5 separate regions of the Mus musculus genome follow, and all the other regions are linked to region 5. Evidence: chromatin contacts called from public HiChIP or PLAC-seq data. All regions are on one chromosome and are shown on one strand. The core of a region is the stretch at or near the end of the contact, and the rest is flanking DNA. Distances in the headings are between cores, read along the strand shown. Region 1 has its middle 79 kb from the start of Gm33687. Region 2 overlaps N4bp1 (NEDD4 binding protein 1). Region 3 has its middle 65 kb from the start of Abcc12. Region 4 has its middle 110 kb from the start of Gm33687. Region 5 holds the start of Phkb (phosphorylase kinase beta).

Evidence for each region. HiChIP or PLAC-seq counts read pairs in DNA pulled down with a chosen protein or histone mark.
Region 1: a FOXA1 HiChIP or PLAC-seq map of pancreatic cancer cells shows a contact between it and region 5. The contact joins the enhancer-like site here to the promoter of Phkb in region 5. A contact is called at or near these places in 12 of 39 promoter capture datasets (the 3T3-L1 cell line, the SN4741 cell line, cranial neural crest and 8 more), 1 of 484 Hi-C or Micro-C datasets (cerebellum) and 13 of 115 datasets of contacts at active chromatin or transcription factors (astrocytes, a beta-TC-6 cell line, cardiomyocytes and 10 more).
Region 2: an H3K4me3 HiChIP or PLAC-seq map of embryonic stem cells shows a contact between it and region 5, with 5 times the contacts expected there. The contact joins the enhancer-like site here to the promoter of Phkb in region 5. A contact is called at or near these places in 2 of 115 datasets of contacts at active chromatin or transcription factors (embryonic stem cells and large pre-B cells) and 1 of 9 other capture datasets (liver).
Region 3: a contact with region 5 is called in an HNF4G HiChIP or PLAC-seq map of pancreatic cancer cells. The contact joins the enhancer-like site here to the promoter of Phkb in region 5. A contact is called at or near these places in 9 of 39 promoter capture datasets (the 3T3-L1 cell line, the SN4741 cell line, cranial neural crest and 4 more), 16 of 115 datasets of contacts at active chromatin or transcription factors (the NIH/3T3 cell line, cardiomyocytes, embryonic basal ganglia and 12 more) and 2 of 9 other capture datasets (adipose tissue and pancreatic islet).
Region 4: an H3K27ac HiChIP or PLAC-seq map of embryonic stem cells shows a contact between it and region 5, with 4 times the contacts expected there. The contact joins the enhancer-like site here to the promoter of Phkb in region 5. A contact is called at or near these places in 5 of 39 promoter capture datasets (the 3T3-L1 cell line, cranial neural crest, embryonic stem cells and 1 more), 1 of 484 Hi-C or Micro-C datasets (the N1E-115 cell line), 17 of 115 datasets of contacts at active chromatin or transcription factors (SST interneurons, astrocytes, embryonic basal ganglia and 8 more) and 1 of 9 other capture datasets (embryonic stem cells).

The regions. Positions count from the first base shown.
Region 1 is chr8:86,357,414-86,360,213 of GRCm38.p6, forward strand. No RefSeq gene overlaps it. Among named protein-coding and RNA genes, the nearest start is that of Gm33687, 79 kb to the left of the region's middle. Within about 2 kb of position 1,463, at least 11 of the 459 cell types and tissues checked have an H3K27ac peak or open chromatin away from gene starts, as enhancers often do. A contact at or near this core is called in pancreatic cancer cells, where this site is marked.
Region 2 is chr8:86,838,755-86,841,454 of GRCm38.p6, forward strand. It overlaps N4bp1 (NEDD4 binding protein 1), which reads right to left. Exons shown (of 7, transcript NM_030563.2): 7 at 2,385-2,700. Among named protein-coding and RNA genes, the nearest start is that of Gm33877, 12 kb to the right of the region's middle. Within about 2 kb of position 1,252, at least 20 of the 459 cell types and tissues checked have an H3K27ac peak or open chromatin away from gene starts, as enhancers often do. A contact at or near this core is called in embryonic stem cells, where this site is marked.
Region 3 is chr8:86,500,175-86,502,874 of GRCm38.p6, forward strand. No RefSeq gene overlaps it. Among named protein-coding and RNA genes, the nearest start is that of Abcc12, 65 kb to the right of the region's middle. Within about 2 kb of position 1,342, at least 46 of the 459 cell types and tissues checked have an H3K27ac peak or open chromatin away from gene starts, as enhancers often do. A contact at or near this core is called in the NIH/3T3 cell line, liver and pancreatic cancer cells, where this site is marked.
Region 4 is chr8:86,392,245-86,394,944 of GRCm38.p6, forward strand. No RefSeq gene overlaps it. Among named protein-coding and RNA genes, the nearest start is that of Gm33687, 110 kb to the left of the region's middle. Within about 2 kb of position 1,352, at least 5 of the 459 cell types and tissues checked have an H3K27ac peak or open chromatin away from gene starts, as enhancers often do. A contact at or near this core is called in embryonic stem cells, where this site is marked.
Region 5 is chr8:85,839,657-85,842,356 of GRCm38.p6, forward strand. It overlaps Phkb (phosphorylase kinase beta), which reads left to right and starts at 1,332. Exons shown (of 32, transcript NM_199446.2): 1 at 1,332-1,447. Itfg1 (integrin alpha FG-GAP repeat containing 1) reads right to left here and starts at 1,293. Exons shown (of 18, transcript NM_028007.3): 1 at 878-1,293. The coding sequence starts at 1,082.

The DNA of each region.
Region 1 (2,800 bases), core at 213-2,712, 520 kb after region 5:
TGGGGAGCAGCTTTCTAGTTGTCCTTTGACTTTCACAACTTGGACACTTTGAATGTCACAGGCTAGTTATTTTGTAGAAAGCCCCTCAATTTGCATTTGTCTGGCATTTCTTCGTGATTAAATTCATATTACAGGAGTGAGAGAGATGGCTCAGTGAATAAAAGCATTTGTTACTCTTGCAGAGGACCCACGTTCATTTCTCAGTATTCACATGGTTGCTCACAACCATCCATAACTGTAGTTTTGGGGGATCTGACCCTCTCTTGACTTACACAAGCACTAGGTACACACACTGTGTAAAAATGCAGTCAAAATATTCATACACATAAAAAAAAATAAGATTCCACATCTTGGTATAGTATCACAGAAATGATGCTATGGCATCAGCACTGTCTCCTAGCGAACATCACGTGATATTGATGCTCTCTGCTGCTGCTGCTGCTGCTGCTGCTGCTGCCATTGACTGGGACTGCTTGTTGGAGGTGGTGTCTGCTGGATTTCTCCATGATAGAGAAAACTGCTCTGGAATCTTCCGTTATAGAAAGGAATGTTAAATCTATAATACTCTGTCCTCATAAAAGCTTAAGGGCTCATTTTAACATCCATTTGCGTTTCATAGATACATTGATTACTAGTTTGATGGTTGCCAAACAGTGAAATTATAATTCCATCGTTCCTTCTGCTGAGATAAAAGGCTTTGTCTTTCCCCCCATTTACTTGTTTTTGCCTGACTGGACTCATCAATTACTATGTTATTTAATGGGTTATAGTTTTATACTTACTAGCCATTTTTGATATTCATGTTGCTCCAGATCTGACTAACAGTAGCCTCTCTGGTCTCTCATCTTCAGCCTCTCCCATCATTCTCCAGGAACTTCCTTGCACTGGGGACCATTCCCCAGATCCTTTACTGTGAGCTCTTACACCCGCCATGGTATCCTGGCAAATGAGGACTGGTGTTGCTAGTTGGCTGGTTGCTATTCAGATACGACTGTCTTCAGGTCTTCCCAACTGTCTTTATGCACACATATATCTACAATGTATTCAGGTACACACATATAAAGACACATCTATCGAGGCACATAATTTCTGTATTTAGTGGTCTCTCTGCCTTTCATAAATTCATGCTAGCTCCAGCTCAAAACCTCAGTTTCAGTCTCATTTTCTCTCTTTCCATATTCTTAACTCCCTTTCCAATAGTAAGAAATCTGGCTTCCATGAGCAATGATCTAATTCCTTCTTGGCTCCTTCCCTGTAGCCTCTCCAGCCAAAGCTATGCTTCTGTGGCTCTGAAACCACTCTACGGGTCATCTTCCCTCCATCCCACCATGTTTGGTTATCATTGTCTTACAGTCTCGGTGTTGGTTCCAAAATCTTTGCAAAGTCTGACAAGTTCTGACGCCTGCTCTGTCTCTCAGACTGTGTACTTTGCCCCCTCGGTATGCCTTGTAATTTGCTTCCTGAGATGGTTAGTCATGTAAACAGAACTTTGGTGAATAAGCCTTTTGTGATGTGGTGGCCAGGCTTCAGGGACAGAACGCATTCGAGTAGTGATGGGCCTCCAGGTCTTCCGATGGGTCTAGGAGCCAAACGGTGGATCACAAGTGCTTCTGAGTGTCCTTCCCATCCTCATGAGATGAGGTGGACAGCGTTAGCAAGAGCACAGGCTTTGGCTGTGTCAAGCAGTCTGTCTGTTGCTCCTGCTGAAAGGACAAGAGTATTCTCCAATATTTACCGTAGACCCTCTAGAGGTAAAAGTCACAAAAATAGGACCACTGTGCCTGGATTCCCACAGAGTTTAACTCTCTGGTTCACACTGAGGCTCTTGAAGTTATAATTCAAATTTTCCTACTCAAGGATGGAAGCCACAGAGGCTCAGCTCACAGGGTTCTGCAGAGGTGGGTGTGAGTCTCTGTACTCACTTGTATCCTATCTCCAGGTTGGTGAACCAACTTATAAATCTAAGGAGGGCTGAGATTTTTAGACATGTTCAGCCTCCTGTTTCAACAGATTCACAACTTTTAATCTCATGTCAGACTGGTAACAGAAAGTATAAAACTCATTTTATAAATATGTCTGTCTGGATTAAAAACAGAGTTTGAAGGACAACATTATTGATACAATTAGTATTCTAAGCTTAATTTTAGGAAACATTTCTGTGGCCCAAGGACATTGGGGTAGAGTCAGTGTCTGTTTTAACCACTTGCAAATGCATATGTAGGTCTTTAATCACACTGAGTTCACATGTATATTCCAGGGGCCATCTGTCCCTGATACAAAGGGTCTGGCCGGCACAGGGCTGTCAGTGTTGATTTATGAGCTCCTGTATTTGGGGACACAGCTGCTCGAGGTTGCACAGGCTCAACTCCCGAGGGCAACTTGCTGGACACTTGCCTCTCCTGGGCAGTGTGTACCTGTGTAGCTCTCCAGACCTCAGGAATCCTACTTCCTTTTCCATGCCCACTTTGCCTACATTGTCTCTCCCCTTTCTCCTGAGCTGCTTAGAGGAGTTGCCCTCTTCTTGTAGGCCAGCTCAGCCTAGAAAGCCATCTCTCAGCAGGGTTGACTTATACCCCTTCAGTACAATTGTGAGACTTATGTGGGAACTTACTCAATATCTATGTCCCTGTTGGTGACTCTGTTCACTGCATGTCCTCTCTCTTTACAGACGTTTACTTGTCTTGGAAGTGTGGAAGAGCAGAGATTGACCTTCATGCCATAATTGCATGCTACAAATGTACGTGTGTGTGTGTGTGTGTGTGTGTGTGTGTGTGTGTGTGTGTGCCTTGCATGCGTGTGC
Region 2 (2,700 bases), core at 2-2,501, 1.0 Mb after region 5:
TTGAATTGGGGCTGGCTTACAGTTTCAGAGGTTTGGTTCACTATCATCATTGCAGGAAGCATGGTGGCATGCAGGCAGACATGGTGCTGGAGGAGGAGCTGAGAGTTCTACATCTTGGTTTGAAGGCAGCCAGGAGACTAGATTCTACATGGGGTGGAGCCTGAGCACAGACCTCAAAGCCCACACCTACGGTGACATACTTTCCGCAGAAAATCACACCTCCTAATAGTGCCACTCCCTATGGACCAAGCATTCAAATACATGAGTCTACGAAGGCCAAACCTATTCAAACCGCCCTGCTTATCAGATTGCTGGTGGTTGTGGACATCCAGAGCCAGCAGGATCAATACACACTGTGGTCGATGGCTAGGTAAGGTAATGAATGAGTTTAGTGAACAGACCCAACTGTACCCTTCCCTTGTTTCTTTCTTCAGAAATTGCCCTAGATGTGACTAGTCATTTCTTCCAGAATGTGAGGACACAGTGGTGGGGACAGGGATCAGGATGAGTCAATGGCAGCCAGCCACAGCAGGTGCTGAGAGCCAGCTTCAAGCTTGACACCCAGTCCTGACTGCAGTGCTGTCTCCTTCCCACCTCTTCTGACAGAATCTCACTTTATATTCCAGTCTGGCCTCAAACTTGCGGCAGCTCCCTTGTCCCAGCTGCCCAAGTGCCAGGATTTCAGGTATGCACAGCTGCGATAGCTTGCAGCAACACTCCAGTAGGGCAATGTTCAGCTCTGAGGGCATGCTGGGATCTGTGGGGGCAGTATCCATGTCATCAAGCCTTCCTTCCAGAGACTTGAGAGGCTGAGGAACTTTCTCAAGGTCACACAGCACTAGGTGTGTCAGACCAGGGTCCACATATTCACAACAGGGCCATTCTAACTGCCTCGTTCCTTCCCTCCAGCACTGTCTCTGTGGTTTGTTTTGGGTAGAAGGGACTCAGAGAACAGGTAAAGTGACCTGCTGCTATAGCCCTGTAGGCCACTCAGGAGGACCCTTCTTCGTGCAGCCTGTTTAGTTACTGCAACTTGAGACTGATCCAGGAGTCAGACAGGTGGCCGACCAGTGCAGGCCTGATTCCCTTTGCTGGGTCTGAATCCAGACTGTGTGGATAAGCAGGGCTAGCTGTAAACCTGGAGAGAGATGGCAAGCAAAATCCTAGAAGCTGCTGGCTACGGTGTAGAGTTCTGTGATTTGCAGCAAAACCCACCAAACAGGAAGCAGGAGTGTCAATTCCAGCCCCTGGGCCACGTCTCTGGCACTGGCTGTAGGACTCTGGCTTAGCTTTCCCAAGAAGTCACCCCCGGCCTTGGCAGCACCAGGTGTCTAGAGAATAGAAACCTGAACTGTTTTTAGAAGACCGGCGAAGCATGGTAGCCCTCACCTGTAACCCCAGCACTTGGGAGGCTGAGGCAGGAGGACTACCATAAGTTCAAGGCTAGCCTGGACTATAGACCGAGAGGGTCTAAAAACCAACCAACCAACCAACCAACCAAAACCTGCTGGGCATGGCGGCACTCACCTGTAATCCCTGTACTTAGGAGGCTGACACAGAGGTGGGAGGATCGTGTGTTTGGGAACTCAACCCAACCCCACCCCACCCAACCCAACCCAACCCAACCCCCAACCCAATGACATAATGTGCTCCAGGCCTCCTCCCACAGCACATAGGGCAGTGGAGGAAGCCTCCTAAGATAGAGGAGGGGAGGGGCACTAGGGAAGTTGGTGGGGGCGGGGCTCACTCAAGCAGGACACACAGAGCTGCATGTTGGCGCACTCCTGTTGTGCTGCTCGCACACATCTTCGGGCCCTCCCTGGACATTACGCTGGATGTCTTACATCAGCTGAGCCTGCCATGCTTTGCTAAGGACAGTGAGGCGCTTCACTAGGAGCACACACGTGATCTCAAGGGATTAATTCCAACATGAAACTGCTTCAGCAACAGAGAATCCTGGGCCTGGTGACATGTGAGAAAGCGCTTCCTTGACAAGGGGAGCTCAGAACCTCAGGGCCAGGAGTCTCTTGACCATGCATCTTCCCCATGGTAGAAAACGGTGCCAAAGGCTGCTATGGATCACCCCTCGGCTCCAACTAGCAATGGGGAAAATCCCAAGGAAGGCTGTCAGGAGAGGCTTGGGCCAACTGACTGCTCGGGATGGTTCCATCTGGTCAGGATTCCAGGGCTAGGCAACTCTGTCCAGGATGGTATGTGCTGAATTCCTCCCACCCCCACCTCCAAAGGGGGACAGATCGAGCCAGGCAATTGGACCCACCCCCAAATTGAACAAAGGTGGGTCCCGTCTCTGAACACGATCACCATAGATCCTCCAGGGACCTCTTGCCAAAGCCGCAGTCAAGAAAGCACCACCCTCCAGCTCTCACTTGAACAGACATTTATTGAGCACCTACCAAGTGCAAGGCACTTTTAGGTGCCACAAGAGATACAGAGTGACCATATGGTCCCTGCCCACGAGGAGCTCACAGTCTAGAGGGAGGCAACACAGTACACAGTTGGCTGCAGCTACACCGGCCAGAGTGGTAAGAGCCAGAAGCAAGACACCAAATTGCCATGGGGCCACAGAATAGCATAGAGCTGCTTCTGCTCTGAACACAAAGAGAACTCAGGGCTGGGCCTTTGAGGAGGCAGGCTGTAGGGAAGAAGGGCATGTCTATGAGAGGAAGAAACATGAACAGG
Region 3 (2,700 bases), core at 92-2,591, 660 kb after region 5:
ATGGCAGCATAACCGAGTCTGATCAATATGTGAGCTTTTCACCTCTGAGTACTATTTTTTGTCAGCTGAAGGTCTTAAGTTGCCAGCAGTATTAAATGGAATTAAACAGAACAGATGCCACACTGTGGATAAGTAATGTTCCCATAGGTTCATGGTTTGAGCGCTTGTTCCTCTCGGATGGTGAAAGTATTTCTGGAAGGTTCTAGGACCTCAGAAAGCAGGGACAAAGACACAGGAAGTAGGCCTCTAGGACTGGTCTTTGGGGATATATTATCCCTGGCTATTCAAATTCCTTTGCTCTCTTGCTCTCTGATCCCTGGCCTGCTGTGAGGTGAACTAAGATCTTCCACTGTGCCTTCTACACAATGAGAAACTTTGACCTAAAATAAATCTTTCCTCTATTAGGCTATTTCTGTCATGTATTTTTAAACATCGATAAGAAAAGTAATTAACAAAACAGGTGTTAGTGTCAGCCTGCATGGTATTCAAATTCCAACAGCAGGGTGATCTTGGTGACTGTATCAGTTCCTCAGTTTCCCCATCAGTAAGATAATACTAGTGCTGCTTATGCTGCAATAACAAAGCATAATAGACTAGATAATTTATAAACGGCAGAAATTGATTACTCATAGTTCTGGAGCAGTTGTACCAGATGGGGCCTTTTACATCATGGGTGTTGACTTTCATGTGTCTACCATGGTTAAAATGGCAAGTCAACTCTGTCAAACCTTTCTTGTACAGACACTAATCCCACACATGAGGTCTCTGCCCTCATAAGCTAATCTCCCTACAAGCCAAGGCTCTTAATATCATTGTACTTCTGATTAGGTTTCAAGGCACATTAACTTCAGACCATGGCAGGTAGATATCCCTGAAAGACATGGATTCAATAAAGCACGCCTACTTTGAAGACCACGGGCTAGTCGGCATAGTCTGACCCTGGGTGACATTTCCATGAGAGTTAAGTGATGAAGGTCGAGGGCTTTCATGGAAACCATCCTATGTTCTGTATGCCAACAACCACATTTCCAGAAGTTATCCTTGACCCTGTGTGATCCCAATGATTGTCACTGTCTCTGAGCAGGCCAGAAGAATGGGCAAGAGGTTTTAGGAGCAAAGCCCCTGGAATCAGATTGGCCAGGGCTCTATCTGTCCTCTCCCTCCTGTGTGCCTGGAGCTAAACTTCTCTCCTCAGGAAGCCTCATCTTGCATTTCGAGAGGTGAGGTAAGGATTAGGTGAAATGATTCATAAAAAACTGCTTGTCATGGTGTCTGGCACACTGCAGAGGCTCAGCAAACATCAGGATCAATATCAGTAGTCCCTCCTGCCAGCACAACAGGAAGAGCATGGGCAGACAGGAGCCACGGGGCGTGAGTCATCGCTTACAAGATCTGAGGGAGCTGCTGCCCGGGACCTTGAAAAAAGCCTTCCTTGAAGTCGTGAGCACATTATCTGACTGACTTGGAGAGGAAAATCAAGCATTCTTCATCCATATGACGTGCCAGTTATGACTGGCATGGGTTCACTCAGCCACCAGGAATAGCCCAGTCAGACTGTCATGTCAAAGGAGTTACTGGGCATCCATCAAGAAGCAACGCAACCTGTCCAAAGCCCTGTGGCTGTAAGTTTGATGATATGAGTGTCTCTTCGCAGGAGGGCCACAGTTGTCATAAAGCTGTGCATGGAAGGAATCACCTCGCTGGTCTCTTTCAGCCACATCCTTTTGGGGGTGCCCCATCTACTGATAGCAGGATTCTATGGAAATGCCTGTCAAGGGTTTTAACACACTTGACTAAGACCTCCACCTGAGCCCAACTGCAGTGCCTTTCCCTGTAGTCTAGCCTGAGACCTGTCCAGACATCAGATGCAGAATGGCTAGGGGGAAGTAAACCCTACCAGCCATCTTTCTGCCACAGTGGCTATTGGATTGGGTGTTACACACTCTTCTCATTGTTATGACCAAAATATCTTGACAGGAAGTAACTGAAGAAGGGATATGATACATTAGAGTAGGGAACACATGGAAGTGGAAAACAGAGCTAGAGAAGTCAGAAAGCAGAGAGATTGTGAACTACAGCTCACAGCATGTGTCCTCTGTGTTCAGTTCTGGATCCCAAGCCGTGGGTTGGTACCCCCTACATTTAGATTTTTTTCCATCTCAATTAACTCAATTTAGAAACTCCCTCACTGTCACGCCCAGAGGTTTGCCTCCTAGATGATCTAGATCCTGTCAAGCTGATGATATAAACCATCACAAATCTATCCTGTCAACTGAAACTCCTTTGATCCTCAGCCCCAATAGGCTCACCATCATTTCGTTATGCAGAATGCATGCATTTCAACTTCAAACGTCCCCATAACTTTTTACAATTACAACACTGCTTAAAAGTTCAAAGTCCAACTCTTTGGAGATTCAAGGCAATCTCTTTATTCTAAACATGGCTCTTAACTCTGAACCATATAATGACTGTACTGAGTAGTCTTTATTGTCAACTCAACATACTTAGAGACACCTTAGCCTCAGTTATGGAATTGCCTTAGTCAGACTAGCTAGAAGCATTGTCTGTTAGGACTTGATTGATGATTGATGTGGGATGCTCCAACCCACTATGAACAGCACCTTCCCTAAGCAGATGGCCTGGCTGTAGGAGAATGCTACAGAAAGGAAGACAGAGAACAAGTTAATGAGCAGTGTTCCC
Region 4 (2,700 bases), core at 102-2,601, 550 kb after region 5:
TTCACACACACATATATACTCACACAAACACACATACACACATCTACCCATGCACACACACTAACACACATGCATACACACATACACATGCACACACACGCTCAAGGACACATGTGCACACATGCAAACACTCACATACATGTACACACTCAAATGTATATGTGTAACAATCAAGGGCTTCAGTGAGTAAAAGGATGGCATTCAAGATGATGACTTATGCTCGGCGTTTGAGAGGCATCAAGAGAGTAGAGAGTGCATGCTGACTCGAGAAGTCCTGACTCTGGTCAGCTCTCGCCTTGCCATATGATCCTGAACCAGTTGCTTTGTCTCCCGGTGATGTCTGGATCTTCTAAAGTTGGGGAAACAGATGATGTGTAAACAAGGGAGTTGAAATTCCAATAACCATTATGAGCCCGAAGCTTATGTTTTAGTATGTTTGGCCACTTAACTCCGTGAAAGTTCATTTTAGTAAACAAAATTTTGCTGGTCCTGTGCTGTGTGGCTGGTCCTGTGCTGTGTGGCTGGTCCTGTGCTGTGTGGCTGGTCCTGTGCTGTGTGGCTGGTCCTGTCTGTGTGGCTGGTCCTGTGCTGTGTGGCTGGCTGGTCCTGTCTGTGTGGCTGGTAGGCAGTGAGCCTCATCTCAGACCCCTGGGGTATGCACAATGGTGGTCTCTCACCTGAGAACTGAAACAGCCGCTGACATTGAGGAGTCTCTGAATCTACTCATGTTTTCCGGTTAACCCCTCCATCCTTCTATTCTTTTTAAATGTAGTACTTGATGCATATTAACATATTGAACACCCCAAAACCAACCGATCATCCAACACCAAACAAAGGATAGAATTTAACCCTGTGAGGATCTGTATGCTTTACCCCACCTGCTCGCCTCTTCCTACAGAACTCCACTATCCTGGAGATCACATCTATATCTTCCTTTAAAATGAAATCTCCATGTAGTCTATATCCTCAAGGAGCTCATTGCTTAGTTCTGCTTGTTTCATACCGGATGAAGATGGTATCTGGCAGGATCAATCTTCTACACTGTTTTTCTGTTCCTTGCCATGCCAAGATGCTCTGATCCTGTCTCCTGCTGCTAGCAAATTCCTACCACGTATACCCTGTGCAATCTCTAGAAAACACCAGACCAAGTCTTTCTCCAGTGGAAATAACTGTGTCCCTGCCCTCACCCCTCAGTTTTGAGAGAAATTCTGAATTTCTTCATTCACACGGCTCTCTGCCTCTCCCAGGTAGTTGTAGATTTCAGGCAACCGCCTGGGTTCTATGGGATTGCTTTCTAAGGCAACCTTGGCCCATTGCTGCTAGTGGCCTTGGGAGCAGGCTGCTTCCTGTTCCCTGTCTTCTGTTTCTAGCTGGCTTTAGTAATTCAGAGACTTCCACCTGCCTGCCCAGTTCTTCCTTCTCTACTCACACTTGCCCTTTTTCCAGCTCAGTAACCTTTTCTTCCTAGCCCCTCTCCCCACTTGGTGAGTGAGTGTGTGTGTGTGTGTGTGTGTGTGTGTGTGTGTGTGTGTGTGTGTGTGTGTGTGTGTTGCTGCAGCTCTTTGGGTGTTAAGCAAGGGCTCAATACTGAGCTATATCCTCAGCCCTTTAGTATTCCTCAATGCCTAGGCACTGTGATGCTACTACTCCAGAGTTGACCTTACATCCGGTGGAGAAAGAACTCTTGGCCCACCTTCTAGGAATTTGGCAGGCATTTGACCTTGGGCTAAGACAAGGAACTAGGTTCAAGACAATACAGCTGAGGAGTGTGTTCTTTGTATCTTGATGGGACTTGTTAGGACCCTGAATACAGTAATCATGGGACCTTTGTTTGTGCTTTGTTTGTTCCTTAACTACTCTGCTTATGGCTTAAGACTGACCATATCCTTTGTATGTACCTAGAATGATATAAAAGCAAACTTGATAAAAGTAAACCCACTTTAGCCTCAGCACTGGCTGGAGTCATGTTATAATGTTGTCTAATTAATTTTTCTTTCTTTAATCCTCACTCCCTCCCTTTAGACCCTGCCAACGGACTAAACTGGCTTGGTCAACATCCCATCTGCCTTTGTATCCACTACATTCTCTGACTAGAGTACAGGGCCCACTAGAATCTCTCCTTCCCTGTTCATTCTCTCCAGTGCACTGAACAGAGGGTGTCGTGTAGCTTCATTTTCTTACTTGCAGAGCTGCTCAGTTGCTGTTTGTTTTCCTTTAAAGAATTCAGTGATGGCAAATGTTATATATTTCATTCACTAATATGTCCTAAAATCTGGAACAGTAGTTAACAAAAAGTAGATGCTCAGAAAATATTTGTGGACTGAATAAATAAAATCAGAAGTAAGTTTGTTAATAAGGGTCTGGCTGGAAACAGATTACAGAATGTTTGTTCATATAGTCTTTGCTATCAGCAGTCAAGTCTTTTTAACTTCTCCCTGTCTTGCCTCAAAGAATGCTGGCATTCCCAAGTCCCCATCACTGAAATCAAGACAGTGCATTTCACTGTGTGAGTCCCCCCCACATAAGGCTCTTGTAGTTTAAGTGATGTTGCAGGGGACTATTGATAAGCCCTTCCCTCTGAGAACCTTCAATATGTCCTACCTTCCAGTCATATATGCCTTGACTAGATATCATTTCTCAGGTCACTAAACCTGCCTCTGCATTGGTTGGCATTGCTTACTCCTGAAGAAGGGAGAGAAT
Region 5 (2,700 bases), core at 82-2,581:
TGAGTATTCTTGCAATGTGGGTAATCATTCAAATAGAGGAAAAACCATCCAGGTCTTATAAGAGGTTCTGGGGTCCTGGAAAGAGCACTCAAAAGACCTTGTCAGGATCCTGCCAGTCAGCTTTGTAGGGGCTTTAAACTTTATTCATGGCCTTGGTCCTTAACCACCAACCGATGCACTTGGTCAGCATCAGACATTTTTTCTTTTAAGGCTTAATGTGGTTAATGAACTTTCAATGGCAAGTTGGATGAAGACTATAGCAGTACTCAAGATGAGGAGGGGCCAGATGTACACTAAGCTAAGGCACCTTATGCTGGAGAAGTCTGAAGTTTGAGAATGTATGACCAAGGAGGCACTGCGTTTATCAGCAGTTAACAACAACAGAGGCTGGTGTGAGTGGTGGAGAATTTGGTGCCTGAGGAAGGCACAGTGCCTTTAAAGATCTTAACACAAGGAAGGGCAGAATTAGTAGGAGGTGAAGGCAGAACATCTCTCACAAGAAACTGTCAGCTTGCATGTTTTCTCATCAAAGGGGGTGGAAGATTGGAAAAAAGACGGGAAAGCAAATGCTTAGACCAGAAACCAAGGTTCTTAGAAATCTGGAAGACCTTTGGCAGGCAGGTGATCATTCGCCATATGAAGGCTAGAGGTTTCTAGATGAAGGGAGGTTGGTGTGTTCTTAAGGGTTGGGCTGATGGTCAAGCCGCGGGGTTACTGAGTTAGGACCGAGGGTTGATAAAAACAGGGGAAAGCTGTCCCTGTGCTGAAGATAAAGGGAGAGCCAGAAGACTGGGAAATGCAAGAGGTAGGGTAACAGGAATCAGGGGGCGTGGGTACACCGGGAGGGGCAGACAGAGGAGGGCCGGCAAGCACTGACTTTCCCGCAGCACGAAGAGGTCCGTCTGTTTGTCGGAGTTGAGGTCACCGAAGGCCGCCAGGGTGCCCCAGGCCTCAGCCCCAAAGAGCTCGGCCGTGACGTTGTGCAGAGCCCGCGCCGGGGCAGGCCCAACGCTCAGCAGCGCGAGCCCCAAGAACAGCGGGGCCAGCACCGCCCTGGCGCTAGGAAGCCGGCCTGCCGCCATGGCGCCTTCGGCCCGGCCGGCCTCCGCCGCGCTTGACGGCAGCCGCAAAGCACCGTGCGACTGACCGGCCGACCGAGAAAAGACTCGGGGTGCGGCCTCACGGGCAGCCCCTCGCTGCACTCTCACGCTGCCCTGGGGCTGTTTCTCCGACGACCAAGACGCCGAGGAGCTAGGGCGGCGTCTGCCCGGGAACTCACTTCCGGCTGTCGTGCCTCCCGACAGTGTCGCGCGAGGGGGCGGGGCCGGGCCGGCCTCGCTGACTGGCAGCTGGGGTGGTGGGCACTGTGCGATGGCGGGGGCTGAGGGACTCATGGCTGAAGTAAGCTGGAAGCTCTTGGAACGAAGAGCCCGGGCCAAGCGCTCAGGTTTGACTGCCTGTGACCACAACCTTCCCCCTCCTGGGTACAGGGGGTGGTGCTCCTCCGCAAGTCCCCTGGAGGGAGGCAGGTGGGATCTGTCCTGGGGATCAACTTGCTTCCTTAAGTTGGCTCCAGAAAGCAATAGGTTTCTCTTGCTGCCCTGCTCTTGTCCATCTTGGTCCCCATTCCCCAATCCCTGCACTTCCCCCATTTAGATAACGTCTGTCTTTCTCCCCCAAGTTATTTCCTCTCCAAAGTTAGTGATAAGCTGACTTCTCCAGAAACTTTGCCGAGTAAGTCAGCTAGTGACAAGTTCTTTGGAACCTGAACGCTCTTGCTCTGCAAAAAGTAGACCTCCATTTTTAGTGAGGTCCTAAAGAGCTGGCGACTACTTTTGTCTCATATGCCCCCTTCACATTCCTCAGTAATTTTTAGCTGCAGCCAGTTCTGTGTGTCAGAAATTGAGGAAGACGGTTTGTGCCACAAGTTAAGTTAGTGTACAGTTATGACTCAGAATGAAATTGGCCCCTTCCCTAGCCAAATGGTCCCACCACCTGTAGCTTCTAGTTGTGGTTCCCAACCACGGAGATTAAAAAGCCAGCAGTCCGAGTGTCCTGAACTGACTTGTTCAAATTGCAAAGTCACACTGGCGTTTTAAAAGTTAGTACTCCTGATTAATAACTTTCCAGAGAGCCAGCAGTGAAACTGCCACTTTTGAAATTGGATACAATCTTGGGGGAAAAAATGTGTCCTTAAACACGAGAGGTGGGGGACAAGAAATGTTCAACCAAGAACCTTTCCCTTGTCAAAGATTGACGAAAGATTGTAGAAAAGTACTGTATTTGTTAAAGTATTGCCAATTTCATTCCATTTGAAATCTTAAAATTTTTGTGTGTTTATTTACTTAGGACTTAGGGTTGTAATGGAACAAACACATGAAAAGTAAGAGAAATTTTTAGAAAGCAGTTGACTCAAGTTCAGAGTCAGTAGAATTATTTGAAACAGTTGTAGGGATATTTGTTGCTTATATTTTCTTTTATTGTGTCATATAGAAATTTTGAGTTGGTTATTAACACTGTTGCTGTGGGAATAGAAAAAGTGCTATTAGGTTGTTCTGGGCAAAGAGAATAACTAGTCTTTTGCCAGGGTCTTTAACCGTCCTCTCAACCCCCAACATGTATTTTTGCAACACAGTTTTGCAACATAGTAATCCTATAGGGTCTATTTTCTCTTCAAGTCTTTATTTTACTCAAATATAT